Regions from separate parts of the Rattus norvegicus genome. Here region 1 is linked to region 2. The links are chromatin contacts, called in public Hi-C maps. All regions are on one chromosome and are shown on one strand. Each heading gives the region's core, a stretch centred on a gene start, on an enhancer-like site or on the middle of the called end of the contact. The rest is flanking DNA. Distances are from core to core; before and after follow the strand shown. Region 1 holds the start of Avpr1a (arginine vasopressin receptor 1A). Region 2 holds the start of Rxylt1 (ribitol xylosyltransferase 1).

The links. Hi-C and Micro-C count contacts between places; a contact is called where the count stands out from the background.
Region 1: a contact with region 2 is called in a Hi-C map of liver, with 2.7 times the contacts expected there. The contact joins the promoter of Avpr1a here to the promoter of Rxylt1 in region 2. A contact is called at or near these places in 11 of 12 Hi-C or Micro-C datasets (the A7r5 cell line, the Rat2 cell line, Schwann cells and 7 more).

The regions. Positions count from the first base shown.
Region 1 is chr7:59,997,070-60,004,060 of GRCr8, reverse strand. It overlaps Avpr1a (arginine vasopressin receptor 1A), which reads right to left and starts at 4,318. Exons shown (of 2, transcript NM_053019.2): 1 at 3,090-4,318; 2 at 394-760. The coding sequence starts at 4,077. The coding sequence ends at 474.
Region 2 is chr7:59,663,746-59,670,934 of GRCr8, reverse strand. It overlaps Rxylt1 (ribitol xylosyltransferase 1), which reads left to right and starts at 2,963. Exons shown (of 6, transcript NM_001024759.2): 1 at 2,963-3,231; 2 at 4,068-4,223; 3 at 5,519-5,621. The coding sequence starts at 3,063.

The sequences.
Region 1 (6,991 bases), core at 3,069-5,568, 330 kb before region 2:
CAGGACTGTGAAGGAAGGACTACCAGGTACCAAGCTACCTCCTTTCCATCCTCCACCCAACCCCCCTATACCTCCTGATGATATTATGTGACAAACGTACAGACGGACAGCAACGCTGGTCTTTAAATCATGAACGAGTTCACTTTGTTTAGAAACAGTGCTTACCACGTCAAAGCCTCACTTATGTGGGACATAAAAATACAATAAAACACACACAAAAAATTCAGCCACAAAATATAAAGTCAGTATGCTTGCGAACCGGGCCTACACATTTCTGGTGTAGCACATTTTCATTAGTATTCTATGTAAAAGGATTCAGGTTTTGGTCACAGCAATGGGAAAAACACAGCTAGAAACAGTGTATACACTGAGTTGATTTATGTCTGCCTATCTCACATAAACACATCTGCTCTTACGATCTCTAGCTGGACACAAAAGTCCCTCCCAAGAGTCGGGCTGCGTGAACGTGGGGCTCAAGTGGAGACAGGAATGAATCTGATGGATTTGGAAGATTTGGGCGAGTCCTTCCACATCCCAGTGCTGTTCGTTGGGCTCCGGTTGTTAGAATAAGAAGTCTGTCTTCGGCTCATGCTATCGGAGTCATCCTTGGCGAATTTCTGCGCCATGCTGTGGCAGCATGGGAAACTTTGGACGCAGTCTTGCAGGAGATGGCCACTGAAAAACATGTATATCCACGGGTTGCAGCAGCTGTTCAAGGAAGCCAGCAACGCCGTGATTGTGATGGAAGGGTTTTCTGAATCTGTGTGGAAAACAAGGAGAGATCATGTCAATGGCCAGAGGGAGACCCTGAACACTGTGCCGGATCCGTCTAATGCCCTACCGAAAGTTGCATGTTAGTGATAAAAATGGATACTTTGTTAAGGAAATGGTGTTTCAGAGGAAATGAGTGCTTTTTGGAGATTGGTTGTAAAAGCAAATATCAAGATTAGTAAATAGTAAATAAAAGAAATCACTAAGATTGGTTTATATAGTTTAAACCATTCACTGTTAGAACACTTCAGTATGATGGTTAGAAGTTCCAGGAAGATGGAGTTACTGAATAATCCATTTTAAAATTGTATGCTATGCAGCGGCCGGAGCCCTTGTGAAGGTATTCACAAAGACATGGCTCTCACAGAATGAAAACCGGAAGTGTTTATAACCACATACACCAAACTGGATTCATCCTAATAACTAGGGCAGACCAGGCCATAGGTGCTGTTTGTCAGACTTCAGTGAAAACCCTATGGGAGAGGGCTTTTAAAGTAGAATCCGAGCTTCCGTTGGATTTTTGTGAATCATTTGTCATTCGGTTTGATTCCAAAGAAACTACCCTTGATTGTAATCCAAACAACTAAATTATAATAAGAAAAACATCTGGATTATGTGTGGCCCTGTTTCAAACAACAAAAACAAAGCAAAAATTAAAGCAGACAAAAACAAAATCCAATGTAGCTGAGCTCGGAGACTCCAACAGGCTTTGAACTATTCTGTGAATCACCCCTAGCGAGCTACATGGGTATCAAAGTTTTCACGGTGAAACTATTGCACTGATATTAAAATATAAGAACCATCAGACATCAAGTATCTTCTGATCAGTATAGGGCTTCTAACACCTCACTTTTGTCATGGCTAAGTAAACTGTAGACCGGTGGTTCTCAACCCGTGGGTCGCCACCAACAGCCTTTACATGGAAGTCGCCTGAGACAGGCTGCACATCAGATATTTATACTACAATTCGAAACAGTAGCAAAATTACAGTTACAAAGTAGCAACAAACACAGTCTTATGATTGGGGGTCACCACAGCATGAGGAACTGTATTGAAGGGTGGCAGAGTTGGGATAGTTGAGAGCCCCTGGTACAAACCATTCATTGATCTGTGACAGATGACCATGAGCCATGCATGGTATTAAAAATAACAGACATCTTTAGCGTGGGTACTGCAGGTGAAAGGTTTACTGATTGTGTCTAAATCTCGATAAGGCAATAAACAGAATTTTAAAATGTGATGGGCATTAACCCAAAGGAATTTGCATTCATTTATCACTAGGGGCAATGTAGCCTATAAAAAGTATTTAAATGAAATCTATGAGCATTTAAAAATAATATATTAAAATGCATCACATTTTATTCCATACTCCAACCTTAAAATCACAGAAAGACTGGCTTCTCCCAGATATTTATGTCCTGACTAGAGTTTCCGTCAGGAACTCTTCTGTGACACACTTGGTTTGGAAAGTTTTTTTTTCTTAATTAAAAGAAGGTAGATTACAAGATGAAAAAATAAATAATAGCCTCGTGGGAAATGAGTTCTTCTGTTTTGTGAACAAACTGAAATGAAACTAGCCAGTTGGGGTGGGGAAGGTTCCCCATAAACTGCAGAGGGATTCGTGTGGCGTGAATAGTTTTGTGGTTAAATTCCCCCTGGAAGTCCAAATGCATTTAGCTGAACAGCACTTCTGTTTTGGATGCCAGGAAAAGAAAGTTATTACGGTTGGAAAAATGAAAACATTATAACGAAGAGCTAAATGCTAACTTGGAATTCCTGACTTCTTAAATCCTTTCTCCGTCTGTTTCAGAACAGTGTGTCCATCTCTACCCTTGATCTTGGAAGAGTCTCATCAGAAGTTTTCTGTTAATTATGACAGTTTCCTTAATCCAACAAAAAGTAGCCAGGACACTAAGAATACTTCCCACAGTCTCCATGGGGTGGAAGGCGAGATATCCAAGAAGCCTAAGTGATTTGGCAAAATGTCACAAGTGTTTTGCAACTAGTGACTCTAGGCACAGCTGGCGGCCTTAGGGGGGTTACATATGCTGCAGATGCTGAGTCCTAGGCCCCAATGTACCTGGGGTGGTGGAGACCCCAGGAATTTGCAATTTTGTTCATTTATTTTCATGATAAGGACATAGGAGACTTCCATTCTTATATAGAACCTTAATTATTAAACAGGTACTATTAAATATCACACATCACACACACACAGACATACAGACACACACACAAAGACACAGACACAGACACACACACACACACACACACACACACACACACACACACGTCTCTTTCATAGTCTCAGTACATACCGGTCCAGATGAAATTCTCATCCCAGACTGACCACATCTGGACAATGAAGAAAGGCGCCCAGCAAAGGATGTAGGCGCTTACAATCACAAAGGTCATCTTCACAGTGCGGATCTTGGCGCGGGAAATGCTCTTCACGCTGCTGACACAAGGTGTAACCAAAAGCCCCTTATGAAAGGGACCCACGGCCTCCCCAGAGCCCTTGTCACCCTTGCTGTGTCGCGAGGACGCTGTCTTTCCGCGGATGTTGCGCCAGATGTGGTAGCAGATGAAGCCATAGCATGTACCCAAGACGACCACAGGTGCCACGAAGACACCGCTGGTCATCCAGGTCACGTAGGCGCGGGTACCCCAGGGCTGGATGAAGGTAGCCCAGCAGTCTTGGGTTTTAGTGCCATTGTTCACCTCGATTTCGATCACAGAGAATATAAAGTACTGTGGCGTGCTTAGTATGAAACTCAGCACCCAAGAGGTGGCGATCATGAGGCGCGAGCGGCGCGCCGGCTGCTGCAGGGTCTTGAGCGGGTGGCACACGGCGATGTAGCGGTCGGCTGTCATCACCACCAGCATATAGGCAGACGCGAACATGGCAAACACCTGCAGGTGCTTCACCACGCGGCACAGCCAGTCCGGCCCGCGGAAGCGGTAGGTGATGTCCCAGCATAGCTGCGGTAATACTTGGAAGAAGGCGACCGCCAGGTCTGCCAGGCTGAGGTGTCGGATAAAGAGGTGCATGCGGGATGTCTTGCGTGGCGTGCGATGCAGCGCCAGCAGCACACTGCTATTGCCCAGCACAGCCACCACAAAAATCACTGCCAGCACAGCGATTTCCAGTTTGGCCAGCTCCTCATTGCGTACGTCCCCCAGCGGGCTGTCACCTTCCCCAAGCCTGGCTGCCTCCTGACTGCCGTTGGAGCCCTCGGTGGTTAGAGGCCACCACGGGCTGGAGTTGCCCACGGACCGATCCTGGGAGCCTCGCGGGAAACTCATGCTGTCCGTACAGAGCCTGGGAGGCCCTGCCCCGTGGGCTGCTTCCTCCTCTCCACCGAGGACCGGAGGATCCGAGTTCTAAGCTCTGCGCTCTGTCCTTCCTTCCCTCCCTCCGTCTCTAGGCTGCGCAATCCGGTGCGTGCAGAGTGGTTTTAAATGGGATATTCAAACATGTCCCTACTTCTGTCTGGTCCTGAGGCAGGGGGGCCCACTCTCTGAGCTCCCAGCGCAGTCTTAGATTGCCTCAGGACGCGCTCCCTCACGTCCTAGTGGCTGGAGACCGTCCCCAACCCCCTACCCCCCACCCCCTCCAAGTCGTTGGTGATTTGTCCCTTTTGCCTCACTGCTGCAGGGGTGGAGCTGAGACTCCTGGATTCCTCTGCAGAGCAGGATGCTTTCCCGAGCTGCCCCAAACTTCTCTGGGCTCTTAGGATTTCTCCAGCCTCCTTTATAAGTGAATGTAAAGCCAGGTAGCGCGTCAACAGGTGTAGTAAAATCGTCTGCTGTCCCTGCGAACTCAGCACCCTTAGACTTTGGACTTGGGGTCTGCCCAGCCCTGAGGTTCCCTGCCCGGTGCGCACGGTTCCTTAGGCTGGTCGCTCGGGCTGATTTTATTCCCCACACGGTTTGCCCCTGCACTTTGGGGATAAAAATCGCGTGACTTCCCTCTCTGGTGACTTCCTCACCCTGCTTTCGTTCGCGGACAGGAAAGGCCCACTCACTTGTACCCTTCAGTCCTCTTGCTGGGTGTGTGTAATCTACCGTGCTGACTCCATACACTGAGTGGGAACCCGAAACGGTGGACATTTCCCTAGGAAGTCCAATTCCCAAAGCTGCAGGGGACAAGAGCTGGGCTGCACTGGTTGGTGGAGACATTTCCAGTTAAATGACTAAATCCTGCTGACATTTCTTGGAGCAGACGGAGAGAGCTGAGGATCAGTGTCTGGTCTGCCTGTCTACCTCCATCTGTCTGTCTGTCTGTCTGTCTGTCTGTCTGTCTGTCTGTCTGTCTGTCTGTCTGCCTGCCTGCCTGCCTGCCACTGCCCCTCCACACCCCCTTTCTGTGTGTCTATGCTGTCTCTCTGTCTCCGTCTCTCCCTCTGTGCATCTTTGTCTCTGTTTCTGTTTCCTCTGTGTGTGTGTCTGTCTTTCTCTGTCTCAGTGTCTGTCTCTGTCTCTCCCTCTCCCTCTCTCTGTACATCTCTGTCGTGTGTGTGTGTGTGTGTGTGTGTGTGTGTGTGTGTGCGCGCGCGCGTGTCTGTCTGTCTGTCTGTGTCTGTCTGTCTGTCTGTGTCTGTCTGTAGTCAGGGAGAGGGAACGAGGCACTTGGAAGGAAGAAAAGAAGACTACTCCCGCCTCCAGTAATTAGTTATTTGCTCGGGCCTTCTGAGTCCAGCTGTGGAGACAAACACCCTAGAGACTCCAGCAGCTGTCCAACTCTGGTGAGAGAATGCTACCAAGGACAGCAGGGGGCGCTGTTTCTGAAGCTGAAACAAACACAAACCCACGGTACAGATGAAGGGACAGGAACTCGAGTTTCTTGGTCAGAGCATTGGTGTGTTGTGTCAATAGTACAAGCCTAATAGCTTCTGGAAAATGTTTTCTTTTGTGAAGTACAATCATAAAAGATTTTCTTCAGTGAGGTTAGTTTTGCTACATAAGTCCATGCATGAGTATAGAAACCCAGGGCCATGACATAAGAGCCAGGGGCTTGGCATATTGAGTCAGTCAAGTTTTATCATGGTTAGATCAGCCTCTGTCTATGCATCTTACAACTGGGAATGAAAGTATGTGGTGCTCTCGTTTATGGAGTTAATGGAGGATCAAGTGATGCCACAGCCCAGTGGAGAGAGAGGTTCTGTGAAAATGGAGCTCAGTGGCGCATTTCTTCAAGATGGTGGGGAAAGTACAAGAAAGGTTTCCAAACCACTTGTCTGAGGAAAAGAAAACAAAAGAAAAAAAATCCCACTTGTCTGAGGAAAAAAAAGAACAAAAACAGTCCACTGGTCCGAGCCAGCAGTTTTATAGCTCTTGGGCTGACACGTTTGGACTTTAGGTTTCCGTCTGAGAGGGAATAGGTAGTCTTACCCCAAAGAGAGGGTAAGTGGCTTCTCAGGAATTCACAAGTGTTAAGCATTTGATACAACAAGCAAATTGTGTTCAAGTGTCCAATTCATAAAAGTAAGTAATTAGGTTGAATCAGTAGATACAATTGGAAGATATTATATTATTCACCAATAACATTACCAGCTACCCATATTCACACATATATACACACATACATGCCTTTGTGTGTGTATGCATATTTGTGCATATGTAGGTATATGGTGTTTGTGTGTGTGTGCGTGCACACACACAAATACATATGCATCTACATGACACTCTTCTGGATGTCATAGGGTCTAGCAATTAGTTTAAAAAGTGTTGCAAATTCCAGAATCAGTTAAAAAAAACTCACATATTTAAAAAAATAATGTCAATTTTTTCTGACTCCACATTCAAAAGAAAATAAAACCATTAAAATACACATAACTTGCTGGAGCCCCACCCCCACCCCACCAACGTTCCCCAAGATGGGTAAAGGAATTGTAGAGTTTGGAGAGAAAAGAACCCAGCAGTCTTTTCTGAGGCATCTTGTGCTTTTTCTTCTAGCCCATTGAATTCGTCATTTCGGTATGAAGAACTTCTCCCTCTTATTCTCCAGGGATTTCAGTTCGCTGGTTTGGGGGAAAGAAATGAGATGATAGGAAAGTGGAGATGAACGCGTACAAGCCTGCATCACCACTGCTTTTCTTCCCCCCTGTTCTTTTTCTACCCAGCAGCTCCAGATGTTTAATTAATGGAAGCAAAGGTGTTCTTCCCTTACCCACTGGGACTTGATTTTAATCTTTGAGTTTCAAAAGCTCCAATTTCT
Region 2 (7,189 bases), core at 1,714-4,213:
CCAAACAATCTAAATTTTGAAAACCTAAGAAGCCAGAAGGCCCAGGCACACAACTGCAGTCTAGAACTTGTGAGGTGGAAGCAGGAAGCCATCCTCCACCATTTAGCATTTTTCAGGCAAACCTGAACTATATGAAAGTGGGGAGACAGACAGACAGAGAGGAGGAGGAGAAGGAGCAAGCGGAGAAGACTGGATACCTTTCAATCATTTTGACCCTGAAGGACTAAACTGTAGTCTTTAAAATGAAAAATTAAAAAAGAGATTATAAACACAAATACAGTATTACTAAAGAATTGTCCCCAGAAGTAACTCTAGGGTCAAGTAACATTACTGAAGTGCACAATCAAATTTCCAAGAAGCTAGTAGTTCCATGTTGTCTAACATGATCTGGGTACATTTTTTAAAAGCGGGAGCATTACCCAGTCCATTGACAGAACCCTAACAACAATCTTGACATAAAGCAAAGTGTAATGAAAATTAAAAAGAACCTCAGTCTAGCAGATATGTGTCTTAGTTAGGGTTTTACTGCTGTGAACAGACACCATGACCAAGGCAACTCTTATAAGCACATTTAATTGAGGCTGGCTTACAGGGTCAGAGGTTCAGTCCATTATCATCAAGGCAGGAACAGGGCAGCATCCAGGCAGGCATGGTGCAGGAGGAGCTGAGAGATCTACATCTTGTTCTGAAGGGAAACAGGAGAAAACTGACTTCCAGGCAGCTAGCAAGAGCCCATGCCCACAGTGACACACCTACTCCAACAAGGCCACACCTCCTTATAGTGCCACTCCCTGGGCCAAGCATATGCAAACCATCACAATGTATACCACTTTTCTTAGTTTTCTTTTAATTTTTATTTTATCTTATTTGCATGTGTGCCTGTGTGTGTGTGCGCGAGCAGGGCTGTGAAGTTCAGAGTACTATTTTTCAGTAGTTCCGTCTCTCCTTCCAGTTGGGATCAGGTTTTCAGAACAAGTGGATTTACCAGTTGAGTCGTCTTGAAGGCCTGTGAATACACACTACTGATCAGAAGTATCTATTGTCTTGTTTGGTTAAGGAAAGCAATACATTCTGCTCACTGTCTTCCAAATCAGTAAGTTCCTAAAGAGTCTCTCTGCTTATATTTAGCAGCATTATACACAGAAAACTATCCCTTACTGGGTCTGAGGCTTACGAACTTAACACATAAACATATACAACCTATCAATCGTGTAAAGGGAAACGGCTCAAACCTCCCTCCCTGCACTGGGCACAGACTGGTTTCATGATGTCCGAACGTGTGGGGTGTGTCCCCATCACCAAGCAAGAAATTTTGCAATGGACACAAGCCAGGTGTCCTTTAAGTTCTGACATGTTCTGCATGTCACAAGTTGAAGGCTCAATCCACAAGACAGACAACCCCTACTCCAGATCTGGACACGAGTCCCGGCCTTGAGAGTCTGATAAACCATGAGCCCCTCCATGAAGCCAATTAATTTGTTAGTGTCTCACAGAACTCGGGGCCACTCAAAACCTTTACTGGGTTGTTGTTATCACACTAAATGTAATCACAAAATCACACTAAAAATTATTGGACAAGGGTGTGATGGACGAGGGGGGGGGAGTTTAGGAGGGGTCTCCAGCAAGGCCTGTCTAGACTTTGTCCCCCAGCCTCCCAGCAGCACTCCACGTCCCTAGGCATGGGGCTGAGGTCCTGATGAAGCTGAAGCAGATATCGTGTGACCTACTGTCCCACAAGTCAGGTCAGAGACTTTCTTACTAGCCAGCTCCAGGTAGTCCATGTTGGGGAAGATTCCTGGGAGAAGAGAAATCCTAGTTTCTATGGTGTCCCTTAAAGGACATAACAGGGCTGATGTATAGAGAAAGATATACATAGTTATGCATGGATGTAGCCTAATTTCACAGCTACAGCTAGTGACGTATAGGTTCTTACACGGCCCAGGAATCTTTTACCAAAGATTCGGAAACAAAGGCTGGCCAGGCTGTGAAGAAAATCTCTGGGTTGTTAAGACACCCCTTGAGAATTTCTATCACAATGATGAACTGGAGGGAACATTTTTCAGCCAATACCACAACGGTGTGTACTTTGGGAGTTTTACGGATATATGTATAATTTACAGTCAGCCAGCAGCAGGAGAGGAGAGCTTTGCGTGTGTTAGGGGTGGGGGAGCATACGGGGATAAGATGCGTCCTTTGTTCCGGAGGAGCTGCCCTGAGGGTCTGAGCAGAGCTGAGCTAGAAGTGAAACAGTCCCGGTCAAGGGAGGACGCTGGAGACTAACCTTGGCGGGGCTGTGCAAGGAGATGAGGCTGATCAGAACTCTGAGCACTGATCTGGTGTTCCTAGAGGAGATGGGGAGGCGTGGTCTGAGAGAATTTAAGAGTAATGCGCAGAGTGTGAAGCTGGGAAAAATGAGGCTGAGTCTCCTAAGTGAGGCTGTGAATGTGGAAGGAGGGTCTCTGTGAAGGAGGAGGCGGGGTCTGAGAGAGGCTAAGGGTGAGGAGGCGGGGCCTGAGTGAGGCTAAGGGTGAGGAGGCGGGGCCTGAGTGCGGCTGAGGGTGAGGAGGCGGGGCCTGAGTGTGGCTGAGGGTGAGGAGGCGGGGCCTGAGTGTGACTGATGGTAAGGAGGCGGGGTCTGAGTGAGGCTATGAGACAGGAGGCGGGATCTGAGAGGGGCTGGTTGTGAGGAGGCGGGGCCTGAGTGCAGCTGAGGGTGAAGAAGCCGGGTCTAGGGGACGCTGGTAAGGAGGCGGGGCCTGGGGGAGGCTGAGGGTGAGGAGGCGGGGCCTGAGGGAGGCTGAGGGTGGAGAGGTGGGACCTGAGGGAGGCTGGTTGTAAGGAGGCGGGGTCTGAGGTCCGCAGCCAGCCCCAGTCTGCGGCCTGTGTTTCGGGAGCTGTGGGGTAGGCGAGCTGTTTTGAGGACAGACGGGGCGGAGAGCGGAAACAGAACGCTGAGGACCCTCTCCCGGCTTAGCCCACAGGGAGGGCGGCAACCCTGGACCAAAGCTTTTCCTCACGCCTAAGGTGGAAGCGAGGACGCGGAGCCGGGAAGCCGCGGTGGGATGCGGCTGACGCGGACCCGGCTCTGCTCGCTCCTCGTCGCCCTGTACTGCCTCTTCTCCATCTACGCCGCCTACCACGTCTTCTTCGGGCGCCGCCGCCGGCCGCCGGGCGCGACCTCTCGGGGCTCCAGGAAGACAGCGGCGCAAGCGAAGGAGAGGCGCGGCCGAGGTAGGACGCAGGCAGGACCGAGCAGCGGCCTACGGGCCCTGCCGTGTGCGTGGATGCGGGGCAGCGGGCTCTGCGCCGATGAGCCACGCGGGCCAAGGCTCGGGGCTCGGATCTCGGATCTCTCGGGGTCCTCAGCCCCGGGAGCCAGCTCTGGGCTCGGCTCGGAAGCTCTGCTCATCCTGGGCGAGCTTCCTGCAACAGTGGCCACCCGAGGCTGGTGGCGCGCACGCAGGCCTTTAAAATGTGGTGTAGACCCTCAGCATGCTTCAGAGGCCGGAGATTGGCAGAAATGCTGCAGGCTGAGTTTAAAGCTTCCATTCCCTTGTTAAACACGGGCTTTTCCGACCACGTGACTTCGGAAGTCCGTGATTTATATTTACAGCAGTGAGCCTCGCTTGGTGTTTGTGATTTGTTTTGGAATTGCAGTCCTTTCCCACTCCCTTGCGCAGAATATTTTTTTTACACAGTTGTGTATGAAATTGGTGGAGACAGTGTGCTCAAGACTAGCTACTAATAGGTCACTTACATAAAACCAGGAAGGAACTCCAGAAAAGCCTAAAGCATGTGACTTGATAGACTTTCTGCAGGTATTTCTAAAGGTTTTCGGTGAAGGACATACTTCTCTTATCTGGTGTTAAACTTTTTAAAATCTTTGACAGAGATGGTTCAATAAAAAAAAATGGCTTGTTTTCTTTTATTCAGTCGTGTACCTCAAATTTGATTGTTTGTCTCTGAAGCCTGAAGAGAAGATGAAACTGGCATCTCATTCAAATGACTTGACTTTCTATCTGCAGTTAGTCCTCACTGGTAAACGAAGTCACTCTTCTTTAAAACAGAGCAGTCCGCGTTGGAGAGTGAAGAATGGAATCCTTGGGAAGGAGATGAAAAAAACGAGCAGCAACACAGAATTAAAACTGGCCTGCAAATCTTAAACAAATCCACAAAAGAAAAAATAGAGCATCGTGTGCAAATCTGGGGCAAAGCTGCCATCGGTAAGTAACCGTAAAGAGAAAAAGCATGCAAAGAGTATGTGATGTGTACTGTGCGGGACTTGAACTTACTAGTGTATATGTTTCACTGTTTAATGCAGTCAGTTTTTGACAGTGTCCTTAAGACAATGTAGGTTCTCTCTACTGCATTCCTCTTTTCTGAGTCTTCCTCACCATACAGACTGTGCATTTCTTCTGCAGTGGGTTTAAGGCAGTTTAATAAAAACCATATTCTTGAGAACTCTTCCAGCCACCTCCATTTCCCAATTTCAAAGCTACCTCCTCATTTTTAACTGTTTGCTACAGAAGCACCTCACTTCCAGGTCCCATGTTCTACTCCCACACCACACAGCTTTCTCTGGCTGCTGTAACAAAGCGCCATATTTAGTGGTTCAAAGCATTACAACTTTATCCCCGCCTTTCTCAAGGCAGGAGAGTCATCTGTCTCTGGAAGGCCTTCTTCTATCTCAGCACCTTAGTCAGACTGAGACACTTCCACCATGACAGGTAATAGTCGCAGGGTCTACAGATTAAGATATAACATAGAGAAACGGGGATATTTCAGCCTGACACATTTGGAAGCTTTATCTGAGTGCTGGGTTTGTTGGGTGACATTGGCAACATGGCATACTAGAAGTGGTACAAAATATATCTTTCAATATAATTGACACAATGTTCTCAAAGGTTTTGTGACTTCATATTAATATGAATTCATATTAATATTACCTTGTGGGTACTGCTTATCTTGTCCACTCTTAAAGCTTTCATCCAAATAAAACAAAAGCAAAGCATCACGAGTGTCCTAAAGAGATAGGATAAGGTATCAGTTGTCTGCATTCATGTCATGCATTCAACAATGTCTGATCAATTAGTGAGGTAATGTCCCCTTGACATACTGCATGTTTTGGTATACTGCTGAGCTCCTCTGGCTTCAGAACAAAATGTTTAGTCCCTCCAGTTATATTAAATTAATTCTAATAATGATATTTTAGTTTATAGTACATATTTAGCTTCCAAATATGATGGATAGTAAGGTTCAGTAACATTAGTGATTCCTCAATATAAATAAGATATTTTGTTGTCTTTACTACAATCCACTTTAACACCTACAACCCCTGAAGTCTGACCCTTGTACAGTTAGCTACTATATTGTCCACTGGGGCTTGTCTTGATAGCACTGCCTACAAGCAGACCATGGCAAGAAACTTCCAGGGAAAATAGAAAAAAACAAAACAGTTTTTGACATACTAACGTGGATAAAACAGCAGATGTTTCTATGCTTGCTCTATGATTGCCAGGTCTCTATCTCTGGGAACATGTTTTTGAAGGCACTCTCGCTCCTGCTGATGTGACTGCTCAGTGGAGGGAAGGACAGTCAGTTGTAGGAAGAACACATTACAGGTACTCATTGGATAATGTTAACCTTGTACTGCTATGTGATGTTTTATGTAACTACTAGAGGAAAATACACTTTTACAAGTCATTTCCCCTTCAGCTTGGGAAAAATACAGAAATAAATCCTGGAAATATGTGTTCATCGCTCAAGCTTCATTAAACATTTTCTTGATAAATTGGACATTACAGAATAATTTTGGAGGGAGAGCGGGCCATGAACCTCAGTGGTAGAGTACTTGCCTGGCATGAGCAAGGTCCTCGAGCCAGTCCCCAATACTGGGAAAAAAAACAAAAAAACAAAATTAAAGGTCTGTAGAATAAGTTTTGGAGTCTTATTTCTGTTTTGTTTTTGGCTGGTGATATGGAAAACTTCATGTTCCACATTTTATACACTGAACTGTAAGTGGATATGTAATGTTCTGTGCCTTGGAGGACTAATATGTAAACAAACATCATTATAATTTTTTCGTTAATAGTTATGTGAACCTGAAAGTATTCAGGTAGAATTCAACTTTTTTATTACAACATTCTATGTTCTATCTACTATGATTTATTTAATGATACAGTTTTCCATTATTTATATTTGCAAAGTTCAGAACTGTTTCTGTTTGGATTTTTAGAGTCCGTAAAACCTAAGACTTTTAAGATTTTATTTCATTTAACTTATGATTTCTTAATTTTTAAAAAGAATTAAAGATTTAAATTAGAAAACCATAGTTTTGTCATGAAAGTCCTGTTTGCATTTTGGCTTTTTACTAAAATAAACAGTTGTTTTTATGTATTTATTTCCTGAGACAATTGTGTTGTAGGGTGGTCAACCAGTACAAATCCATTTCCACAGATACCAAGAAAGGAAAAGCTGTATTTAATCTCAGTTTCGTGTGAATTTCATGGCTGCCGTGGTTGCTGACATTATAAACGCTTCGTAGTTCTGTTGGCTTACCTTTGTCCCCAGTCCATGTTCCTGGGGAGGAGGGTACTTGTACTTCCAAGTGGGAAGCAGGGCAGCCTTGGGCATTCTTCATTAGGAACTGTAAACCCTGTTTGTTTTCAAGTCAGTATTTTATTTAGTATTAGTAGATGAGTAGACTGTTTAGATGCAAACCAACCCACATTCCCTGCCCTCTGGTTCCTTCTCTGTAAACTCCACCCCTTTCCCTCTGTCTTCTTGTTCTCATCGATGCACATGCACCACACTTCCACTGTCTTTGTCTTTCTGACTGTCTGTCTGTCTGTCTGTCTGTCTGTCTCTCTCTCTCTCTCTCTCTCAAAAGCACCAGCTGCAAGTTTTGTTTCTTTTTTTTGTTTTTGGAAAAAGGTCTCTTATACAAGTTTAATGATTAGGCTAGGTTGATTGGACAGTGAGCACCAGGGATCTGCCAGTCCCTAACACCACATCTACCTTTTTTCACAGTTCAAGATTTGAACTTAGGTCTTCATGCTTGCAAGCAAGCAGTTTACCAAATAAGCTGCCTCCTTAACCCAACTGCATAAATCTCTCACGGAATTATACGTGAAAGGTATAAGTACCTGTTTAGGTATTTATACTCATTGCTGTAATCTCATTGTAGGTC